Regions from separate parts of the Mus musculus genome. Here regions 1 and 3 are each linked to region 2. Evidence: chromatin contacts called from public Hi-C and promoter capture Hi-C data. All regions are on one chromosome and are shown on one strand. The core of a region is the stretch at or near the end of the contact, and the rest is flanking DNA. Distances in the headings are between cores, read along the strand shown.

What was found. Promoter capture Hi-C pulls out the DNA fragments that hold promoters and counts their contacts. A called contact is a pair of places that touch in the nucleus more often than the background predicts.
Region 1: a Hi-C map of Th1 cells shows a contact between it and region 2, with 5 times the contacts expected there. The contact joins the promoter of Cse1l here to the promoter of B4galt5 in region 2. A contact is called at or near these places in 3 of 39 promoter capture datasets (the C10 cell line, liver and stem cell-derived epiblast-like cells), 2 of 484 Hi-C or Micro-C datasets (Th1 cells and embryonic stem cells) and 1 of 115 datasets of contacts at active chromatin or transcription factors (microglia).
Region 3: a contact with region 2 is called in a promoter capture Hi-C map of pre-B cells, with 2.2 times the contacts expected there. The contact joins the enhancer-like site here to the promoter of B4galt5 in region 2. A contact is called at or near these places in 5 of 39 promoter capture datasets (fetal liver, liver, pre-B cells and 1 more), 2 of 115 datasets of contacts at active chromatin or transcription factors (effector CD8 T cells and memory CD8 T cells) and 1 of 9 other capture datasets (adipose tissue).

Annotation. Positions count from the first base shown.
Region 1 is chr2:166,904,588-166,907,523 of GRCm38.p6, reverse strand. Cse1l (chromosome segregation 1-like (S. cerevisiae)) reads right to left here and starts at 1,428. Exons shown (of 25, transcript NM_023565.3): 1 at 1,347-1,428. It overlaps Gm31204 (a long non-coding RNA gene), which reads left to right and starts at 230. Exons shown (of 3, transcript XR_866966.3): 1 at 230-1,945.
Region 2 is chr2:167,347,829-167,350,528 of GRCm38.p6, reverse strand. B4galt5 (UDP-Gal:betaGlcNAc beta 1,4-galactosyltransferase, polypeptide 5) reads left to right here and starts at 1,351. Exons shown (of 9, transcript NM_019835.2): 1 at 1,351-1,611. The coding sequence starts at 1,497.
Region 3 is chr2:167,696,558-167,699,538 of GRCm38.p6, reverse strand. It overlaps A530013C23Rik (RIKEN cDNA A530013C23 gene), which reads right to left. Exons shown (of 2, transcript NR_110334.1): 2 at 2,126-2,981. Among named protein-coding and RNA genes, the nearest start is that of A530013C23Rik, 7.3 kb to the right of the region's middle. Within about 2 kb of position 1,443, at least 228 of the 459 cell types and tissues checked have an H3K27ac peak or open chromatin away from gene starts, as enhancers often do. A contact at or near this core is called in adipose tissue, effector CD8 T cells, liver and 2 more, where this site is marked.

The sequences.
Region 1 (2,936 bases), core at 179-2,678, 440 kb after region 2:
AAGCCCAACTAGAACACCAAACAGCCAGAGGGGAGAAAATTCCTTTGCACAAATGGAAAAGTGAAGAAGAGTTGAGTGTGGTAGCCTACACTTGTAGAAAGATAACGCTCTAAGTCTAGCCTGGGCTATGAAAGACCCTTTATCCAAAATAAATAGATAGACAGACAGACAGATACCTTCCATGTCTTCATAAAATAACAGAGCATTCACCATGTGGCTCTCATACATGGGACCCAGCAATAAAAAGTTATCCTTAAAGATAACTCAGAGCAGATGAGAACCGTGAGAAACAAGCAGTAGTTACTACATATAAGGTCAATGCTACAGGACACATAAACGTGGGTGATGTGGCCATCGCAGTGAGAACTGAGAACTCCTCCCTAAGAAGGGAACTTGAAAGGCAGGGAGGGAGGCAGCCCCGCCAAGATCTGAGGTCAGCTGCTTCTAACATCACGAAAGCTGGGGACTTAGCATACAGGACGGGACTATGAATACTTAAAAGAGCCGGTCATGGAGGCGACAGTGCTTATGGAGAGACGAATGGCCATGGTCAGCAGTTCAGGCGAGCCCTCTGGGAAACACAGCCTGCAGTCAGCGGAACCTTCAAGCCACTTAACCGAATATGCAAGTGAAGAATCGTAAGTTTGAGGAGAGGGTAAAAATGCCATTTCAGTGGAAGAGATTGTTCAACACGTGAGGGAGCACGGTTTCCACGCCCAGCATCACCTAATTATTTAAAAACTAGGAAATTCGTAGAGAGGCAAGGACTAGCTCTGAATTACACTCCTAGGGAAAGACGGAGTGTGCGTGGGGACAGATTATCTAACTGGAAAGCCGGCGAGCCCCAGGCAGGGGAACACCATTCGCCTGTAGGTTCCTTAGGTCCTAGGGACACGAACGTCACAGCCAGCTGAAACCCGAGGGCCAAGTCCACTCTGGCGGAGGCCAAAGCCCCGCGAAGTCAGAGTGGGCGATCTCCGGCCTCTTTTAGAACCAGGGACCCAGACCGGCTCGGCCAGGTCAGGCCTCGGCGCGGAACAGCGCTCACGCTGCGGGCCCCGGCGCGCCGAGAACGGACGCGCGGGCTTGACCAATCCGCGGACGCCTACGCGGCGGCGCGACCAATCCCAGCAACGCTGGAAGGGAAGGGGCGGGAGCTCGAGAAGCTCGCGTGAGGCCGAGCCCCAAGCTGCCCCAGCTTCCCGGAGCGGTCAGGCCCGACCCAGAGGCGGCGTGCGGGGAAGACCAGGCGCGCGTCCTCGGGCTGAGGCCCAGATCCACCTCCCAGCGATCGGCCCCTCCCTCAGCCGCGTCCCCGCGGCCACCCTGCTCGCTCCATGCCTCACCTCGTGGGGACGCCGAGACCGAGGAGGGAATCCCAAGCGAGAGCTGCAGCCGACACTACCCCACTCCAGCCGCTGCTCCGCCTCACATTCAAACCCTGGCAAAATGGCGCGGCGGCTAAGGTGGCGGCCACTGCGCATGTGCGAGTGAGACCGGGACGCGGGGTGGAGCCAGGAATGCTTTGGCCCCACCCCGGCTGCGAGGGCCAATCGGAACCATTGCTCGGGTCTGCGGTGACGTCACAAGAGACCGTGCCTTTTGACGCAGGCTTCTGTTTTGGGTTTCTTTCCTCAGACCCTAGCAGGTTCTGCGAGTGGCTCCTAGTGGCTTCTAACTGTTGGATGGAACGTGCTCGTTCACGCCTGAGCGAAGGGACAGAGCAGAGCGTCTGTTCTAGGACAAATAGAATAAACGAATGAGTAAGAATTTCAAGCTAGGGGATAGCACGCTTGGTTAAGCAAGTGATAGCTGCGCAAGGAAGAAGACGGGAGTTCGAATCCCCAGCACCCACATAAAAGCCAGCCTGACTACAATTCCGTACCTGGGGAGGCAGACACAGGAAGATCGCTGGGGCTTACTGGCCGGCCTGTCTAGCTAATTGGTGAGCTTCTGTTTCCATAAGAGATCCAGCCTTGAAAACTAAGAGAGCAATGGATGAAGACACCCACATTCATTCACTCACACACACATGATTTCAGAAGCTGAAGGCGATGGCTCATGCTTGTTACCACTTGGCACTTGGGAGGCAGAAGCAAGACAATCGCCATTTATTTAAGCCCAGCATGGTCTACACAGAGGCCAGGCATAGCTACACAGTGAGATCCTTTCTCAAAAAAAAATTTTTTTTTTCAGACGACGATGTAGTTGGTGGCAACTTAAAGGTAACTGGGATGTTCATTTGACCCTTGAACAAGAGAAATCTTATCTTTTCAAAAGCCAGGAGACAGTTGTGTGACTGTACGCCTCGCAAGCAAAGAAAGGTGAAGGTCTAGAAGCAGGTTTTTGATCAAGACTGAAGCCTAGTGTTCTGTAGTAAGACCGGGCTGAAGAAGCCAGCTTAGCTTGCCTTCTCTGTTCCTCTCTGCTACAAGCTTACCCCACTTTACTGCACTGATATGTGTTCCTTCCTGTCTCTGGGTCCAGGAGTAGCTGGCTCACTTTGCGTTTTAGCCAGTAAAGGACAGGCTGCCTAGCTTGCCATGAATTCCAGGTCACAAACACTCATTTTCATAATCGATACTTCATGGGAACGCTTACCCTCAAAAGCATGCATTGTTTATGTAAGGTTCTCATTAAACTGTTTTTTTTTTTAAGATTTATTTATTTGTTATATGTAAGTACACTGTAGCTGTCTTCAGACACTCCAGAAGAGGGCATCAGATTTCATTACGGATGGTTGTGAGCCACCATGTGGTTGCTGGGATTTGAACTCAGGACCTTCAGAAGAGCAGCCGGTGCTCTTAACCACTGAGCCATCTCGCCAGCCCTAAACTGGGTTTTCTGTATCTTACCTGGTTGGCTTGACTTCATTCTATCATCCTGAGTTAATTTATGTAACAGGAGGGGTGCGTGGGTGCCATGGTAGCTGTGTG
Region 2 (2,700 bases), core at 102-2,601:
TTGGAAGTGCACATGACAGTGCAGAATGAGAAATGGGGTTAGTGGTCAAGCCCCGGTGGCAGGCCACTTTTGATTTGAGCCCTTACTTCACAACTTAGACGACTTGCTTCTCTTTCCAGAAGCTTCAGTTTTCTCATCGGTGCAATGGGGCCAAAGTGGGGGTAGGGGAGCCACGATCTCAGGACTTAGAGAGAGGCTGTTACTGGCTAAGAAGCCCTGTTTCTCGGTGTCTTAACATTGACAGTTGTCACCACTGTTCTGTCCTGTAGGATGTGACCTTGTTTGGATCTCTTCTTCTTTCCTGGGATTTTATCCTTGGATTCATTGAAGGCGGATCAAGCCCCTTCTTCCTTCCTTCCGGCTTTTGCATTTGTAGTTCCCCTTAGTGGGACCACTCTTTCTCCACCTGGCACTTTCACATTCTTTTGTGTTCATGCCACCCAGGAAGGAGAGGCTTCCCCCTCAATCTCAGACTAGAGTAGAATGCATCCGAAACATCTTCATGTCTAATTGTTTTCATATCTCTTATCATCATCATCTGTTATATTGATTTTTTTCTTATTCGCATTAATACAGGTTCCCAGAGGAATCTTTGCTCCGTGGAGCATCCCCGGCCCCAGGACCCGTAACTGCCACTTTATCATAAATGGTGTCTGGAATGAATGGATGAGTGAGGGCGAACACGAATGCCCCGGCCTCTGCATCCTTGCTCTGCTGCAGCGGCGGGCTACCTGGCTATTCACACATTGTCCACCACCCCTCGATCCCCGCGTGGGGAGCTCGCACGGGAACCAAGTCGTACTAGCGAGCCGCTTCCTGCCAGCATGGGCGGCGGCCGCTCGAGGATCTTGCGGCTAGAGTGCTCGCGCGTGAACCCCGCCCCGCCCCGCCCCGCCCCCACATCCAGGCCCCGCCCCACAGATGCGCTCCCCGGACTGTAGGCCCTGCCCATTCCCGCCCCCTTGCCTCAGGCCACGCCCTTCTCTCCTCCCCGTCAGGCCTCAGGCTCAGGCTCCCGCAAAATGCTTGTTATGCTCCCGGCCCCGCCCTTATCCCCCTCCCCATCAGACTTCAAGCCCGGTCCCCGCCGGTGTTCTCAGGCTCGCGGAGGCACCCTTAACATCAGGCCCCGCCCTCGTCCGGCCCCCAGTTTAGGCCCCGCCCTTACTCGGTCCCCATCAGGCCTGCCTCAGGTCTGGTACCTCCATCTGCTCCTCAGACTGCGGCCCTTGCCCTCGCCCCGCCCTCAGCATCAGACCCCGCCCCTCACCCCGCCCTCCTAACAGGCCCCGCCCCGCCCGCCTCGCCCCCGCCGCTGAGCTCCTCTGGTCGTCGGCCCCCTCCCGCCTCATGTGGCCCGGCCCGCGGCGGCCGGCGGCTGAAAGCGGCGAGGCGGCGGCGCGCGAAGCCCGGAAGGCGGCGGCCGAGGCCCAGGCGGCGGACCGGAGCGGCGGGAGCGGGGCCCGGGTTGGCCCTCGAGCGGCCGCCGGCTCAGCATGCGCGCCCGCCGGGGGCTGCTGCGGCTGCCGCGCCGCTCGCTGCTCGCCGCGCTCTTCTTCTTCTCGCTGTCGTCCTCGCTGCTCTACTTCGTCTATGTGGCGCCCGGCATAGGTAGGAAGGCGACCCTGCGGCCACCCCACGCCTCTTCCCGCTGCGGCCCGCGCCGCCGCCCCGGCCGACCCCGCGCTCCGTGACTCGCCGTTTCCTGCCGCGCCACCCCGCAGCCCGCCCGCACACGCGGCCTCCTCCCTGACGCAGCCGCCCGCGCCCTCCGCGGCCGCGCGTTGGCTGCCCAGACCCGGCGGGGCTGCGGGCTGCGCGCCCCTTTCCCCTCCCCCCCCTCCTCCCTGGAGCCCGCCGCTCGCCCGCCGCTCATAGCGGACCCGACCTGCTCTGGGGACCGATGGGAAGTTTGAATTGGCCATGGAGGAGGTGCTGTGACAGGGGCCTTGAAGAAGCGGTGCCAGGTGGAAGGGAGGGGGGGGTCGCCCAGAGAAGAAACGGAATGGGTAGCAGTTCTCCAAGGTCCGCCCTTTAGAGGGGGAGACCGCCTGGAGAGAAAACGAGCCCTTCCCGGAACAGACTGGACGCTGATGAGAAGGCAAAGGCAGCGAGAGGGTTAAAGGCAGAGGACACTGAGGTCAGATGTCCTGTATGACCTTGGGCCCTCAGCTTCTCTTCTCTGTAAAATGGGGACACGAATCCCAGCCTTTAAAGGACAGAGGGCCATAAATGCCCTTTAAGCTTTTCTCCCTATAGCGGACGCCCAACGTCTTCGAAATAAATACATACATAATAAATAAATATTCGCTGTTACAGGTAGTTTGGGGGACAGAAGGAAAGAGTTTTAAGGAATGCGACTTGCCTCCCTTAGTGTGGTCTTGGAGTGCTAGTGAAAACTTCAGCCCTTGGTGAAAAATGAGAAGATGCTGTTGGGGGTGGGGCCGAGGGCGAGAATTCTGGATGGTTGGGATGGGTGCCGCTTAGGGGAAGTGCCTTTGAGATCGGAGTAGTAAATGCTGGTGTTCCCTGTTGACCTGGCAACTCTGAACTGGCAGAGAAATTTCCAGAGAAAGAGGGAGAGAGGGAGAGAGTCTCTCCCCTGATTATTTTTTTTTTTAAAGCTTGTTTCACTTGATGTTTAAAGTTGGTGTTTCATGCTGTCAGCCTGACCTGGGAAGATGGAAAAGCTAACTTGAG
Region 3 (2,981 bases), core at 194-2,693, 350 kb before region 2:
GAACTTGATGAAGAGTCTCATCTTATGAAGAGTAAGTCACAGATCCTATGCCATTGTTTTGCAAGCACTCAGAGGCTTCAGAGAGTCTGAGGACCCCCAACCTCTGAGAAGCTGAGGGGGGGGGCTTATGGGGCAGCCAAGCCTTGTCCTCAGAGCACCAGGACAGGCATCCGGGATTCAGAACCCCAGACAAGTTTAAACATCAACAAATTAAAGTGTCAATGAGGATGCTCTAATGATGGTGGTGATGCTGGCTTAACCCTCCAGATAATAAAGAAATGATGGCTCTATAGCGGTAAAAATAAACGAGGGGCTGGTAGATGCCTCTGTGGGTAAGGTGCTTGCTTTGCAAGCTTAAGGGCCTGTGTTCAGAACCCCAGGACCCACGTCAAAGCCATGTGTGATGATGTGAGCCTGTAACCTCAGTGCTGGGGAGGGGGAGACAGGCTGACCCTAGGCCAGACAGTGCAACCCAAGCCATGAGCTCCAGGTTCAGTGAAAGAGCCTGTATCTAAAAATAAGGTAGAGAGCCACCGAGGAAGACACCAGCCTGTGACCTACTGCCTCCACAGGTGCACATGCCCCCCATGAAAACACACACGCGTGTGCGCATGTATGCACGTGCACACACATACACACACGCAAACACAATGTGTGCACATACATACCACACGAACCACACACACCATACACACACACCACACACACATATCACATACTATACACATACCAGACTCGTCATACCATACACACCACACACACACACACATACAAACCAGTCAATAAATAGTTAGGTAATTAGAAGTATGTATAGGTCAAGGCTCAGTGGGGAAACGTGCTTACTGCCAAGCCTGACCACCTGAGTTGATCCTCTGGACCCACAGTGAGGGGAGAGCCAACCCCTCCTACAAGTTGTCCTCTGACATCCACCACACAGATAAATAAATAAGTCAATAAATAGTCACAAAAGGTGGGGCAGTTGTGGCACACATCTTTAATCCCAGCACTTGGGAGGCAGAAGCAGGCAGATTTCTGAGTTTGAGGTCAGCCTGGTCTACAGAGTGAGTTCCAGGACAGCCAGGGCTACACAGAGAAACCCTGTCTTGGAGGTGGAGGTGAGGGTGGGGGAGAAAGAAAGAAAAAAAGAAAAAAAAAAGTCACAAAAGGTTATTTTAGAAGCAAATAAGTAACTACTTGAAAGTTGGAGGCCATCCAAGCTTATCTACATTGTTTCAAAGTTCCTTCCCTCCAATGTCTGCGGGGTTGGAAGAGGGAGAAGTGGCCTTACAAACCTGACCCCCTGACCCAGTATGATGGCCGCTGCTGAGCCCAGGGCTCCAGAGACAGAAACTGGAAATTGACTGCAAGTTTGAGGCCTGCCAGGGCAGTCTGGTCTCAAAAACCCTAAACCAAAACCGAAAGTGAAGCCTGCAGTACTTGCTTTGGTCAGGTGACCAAGAGTGTCACTGTCAGCACTGGGACAGAGTAGCACTCAGCCCTCTGGGTCCTGCAGAGGCTCAGAGCCTGAGTCACATTCAAGGAGATTGTGCAGCTGCTGCGGGGACCAAGCCACAAACAGCCCCCTGGAGTCCCCGACCTGCTAAAGACAGTGAAGGCCATGAAGCCACCAAGGCCAGCCTGATGTGCATAGTGAGTTCCAGGCCAGCCAGAGCTACATAGTGAGACTGTCTTAGAAACAAACAAAAATGTTATTTATTTATTTATATTTTATTTTTTGGCTTTTTGAGACAGGGCTTCTCTGTGCAGTCCTGGCTGTCCTGGAACTCGCTCTGTGGACCAGGCTGCCTTTGAATTTACAGAGATCCACCTGCCTCTGCCCTATAAGCGCTGGGATTAAAACTGTGTGCCATCACTGCCCACCAAGAAACAAAGATTTTAATAGATTTACCTATTTTTATTTTATGTGCATTGGTGTTTTGCTGGCATATTTGTCTGTGTGATGGTCCCCTGGAACTGATATTATAGACTCCAGTTGTGAGCTGCCATGTGGGTGCTGGGAATTGAACCCAGGTCCTCTGGAAAGGGCAGCCGGTGCTCTTAATGACTGTGCCCTCTCTCTAGCACCAACAAAAAGTTTACGAGAAACAAATAATGAAGGACTGGTGAGAACTCAATGATTTATTCCCAGTCCAGATGAAATATGCCCAAGTTTGTCATTTTCCTATAAATCTTCAATCTTTTTCAAGATGACAAGTGTTTTTTAACACAGAGACCGACAGACAGACACACACACACACACACACACACACACACTTTGGACCACATGTTTGTACAGTATCCATCTCAGCCACCCCTAAAGAGCCCAGATGGAAACCAAATTGTCCCCAAGCTATAAAATGAGTGGCCACTCAGCAATAAAAAGGACTAGCAAGTCACACACTGCCACTTAGAGAAACGTGAAGTTGGAGTTGGGGACCAAGCATGGGATTCCTTTAACACAATTCACAGAAATGGGTGAACAAGTTCTTGTTATCAGAACTCACGGTATAGTGGCAGGGGATGCAGCTTGTCTAGTGTGTACAAGGTCAGGGGTTCAATCCCCAACATTTCATGAAACTGGCATAATGTAGGTCTCTAATCCCAGCACTCCAGAAATAGAGGCAAGGGGATCAGCATTTTAGGGGTAACCTGGGCTACATGCCATACTGTCCTAACAACAAAATCAGAGTACTGATAACCTGGGTGTAGGGAGGGGCTCTTGGGCATTGGCTTGGCCCTTTGAGGCCCCCGGCAGGGACAGCTAAGTGCCTTTGCAGGTGTGATGGTAGACTAAGGAAGAGGAATCCACAGCAGGAGTTGGCCACATGGACAGACAGGATGAGGCTGTAAAGGAAGTCACACATGGTCTTGGAGTAGGCCTAAGGGGACTCGAGCAGGGTGCAATGCAGTTCTTGGAATGGCCTGGGAGAACCTCATGGCACATGCCTGGGGTCAGGGACGAAGGCAAGAGATGCCATGTC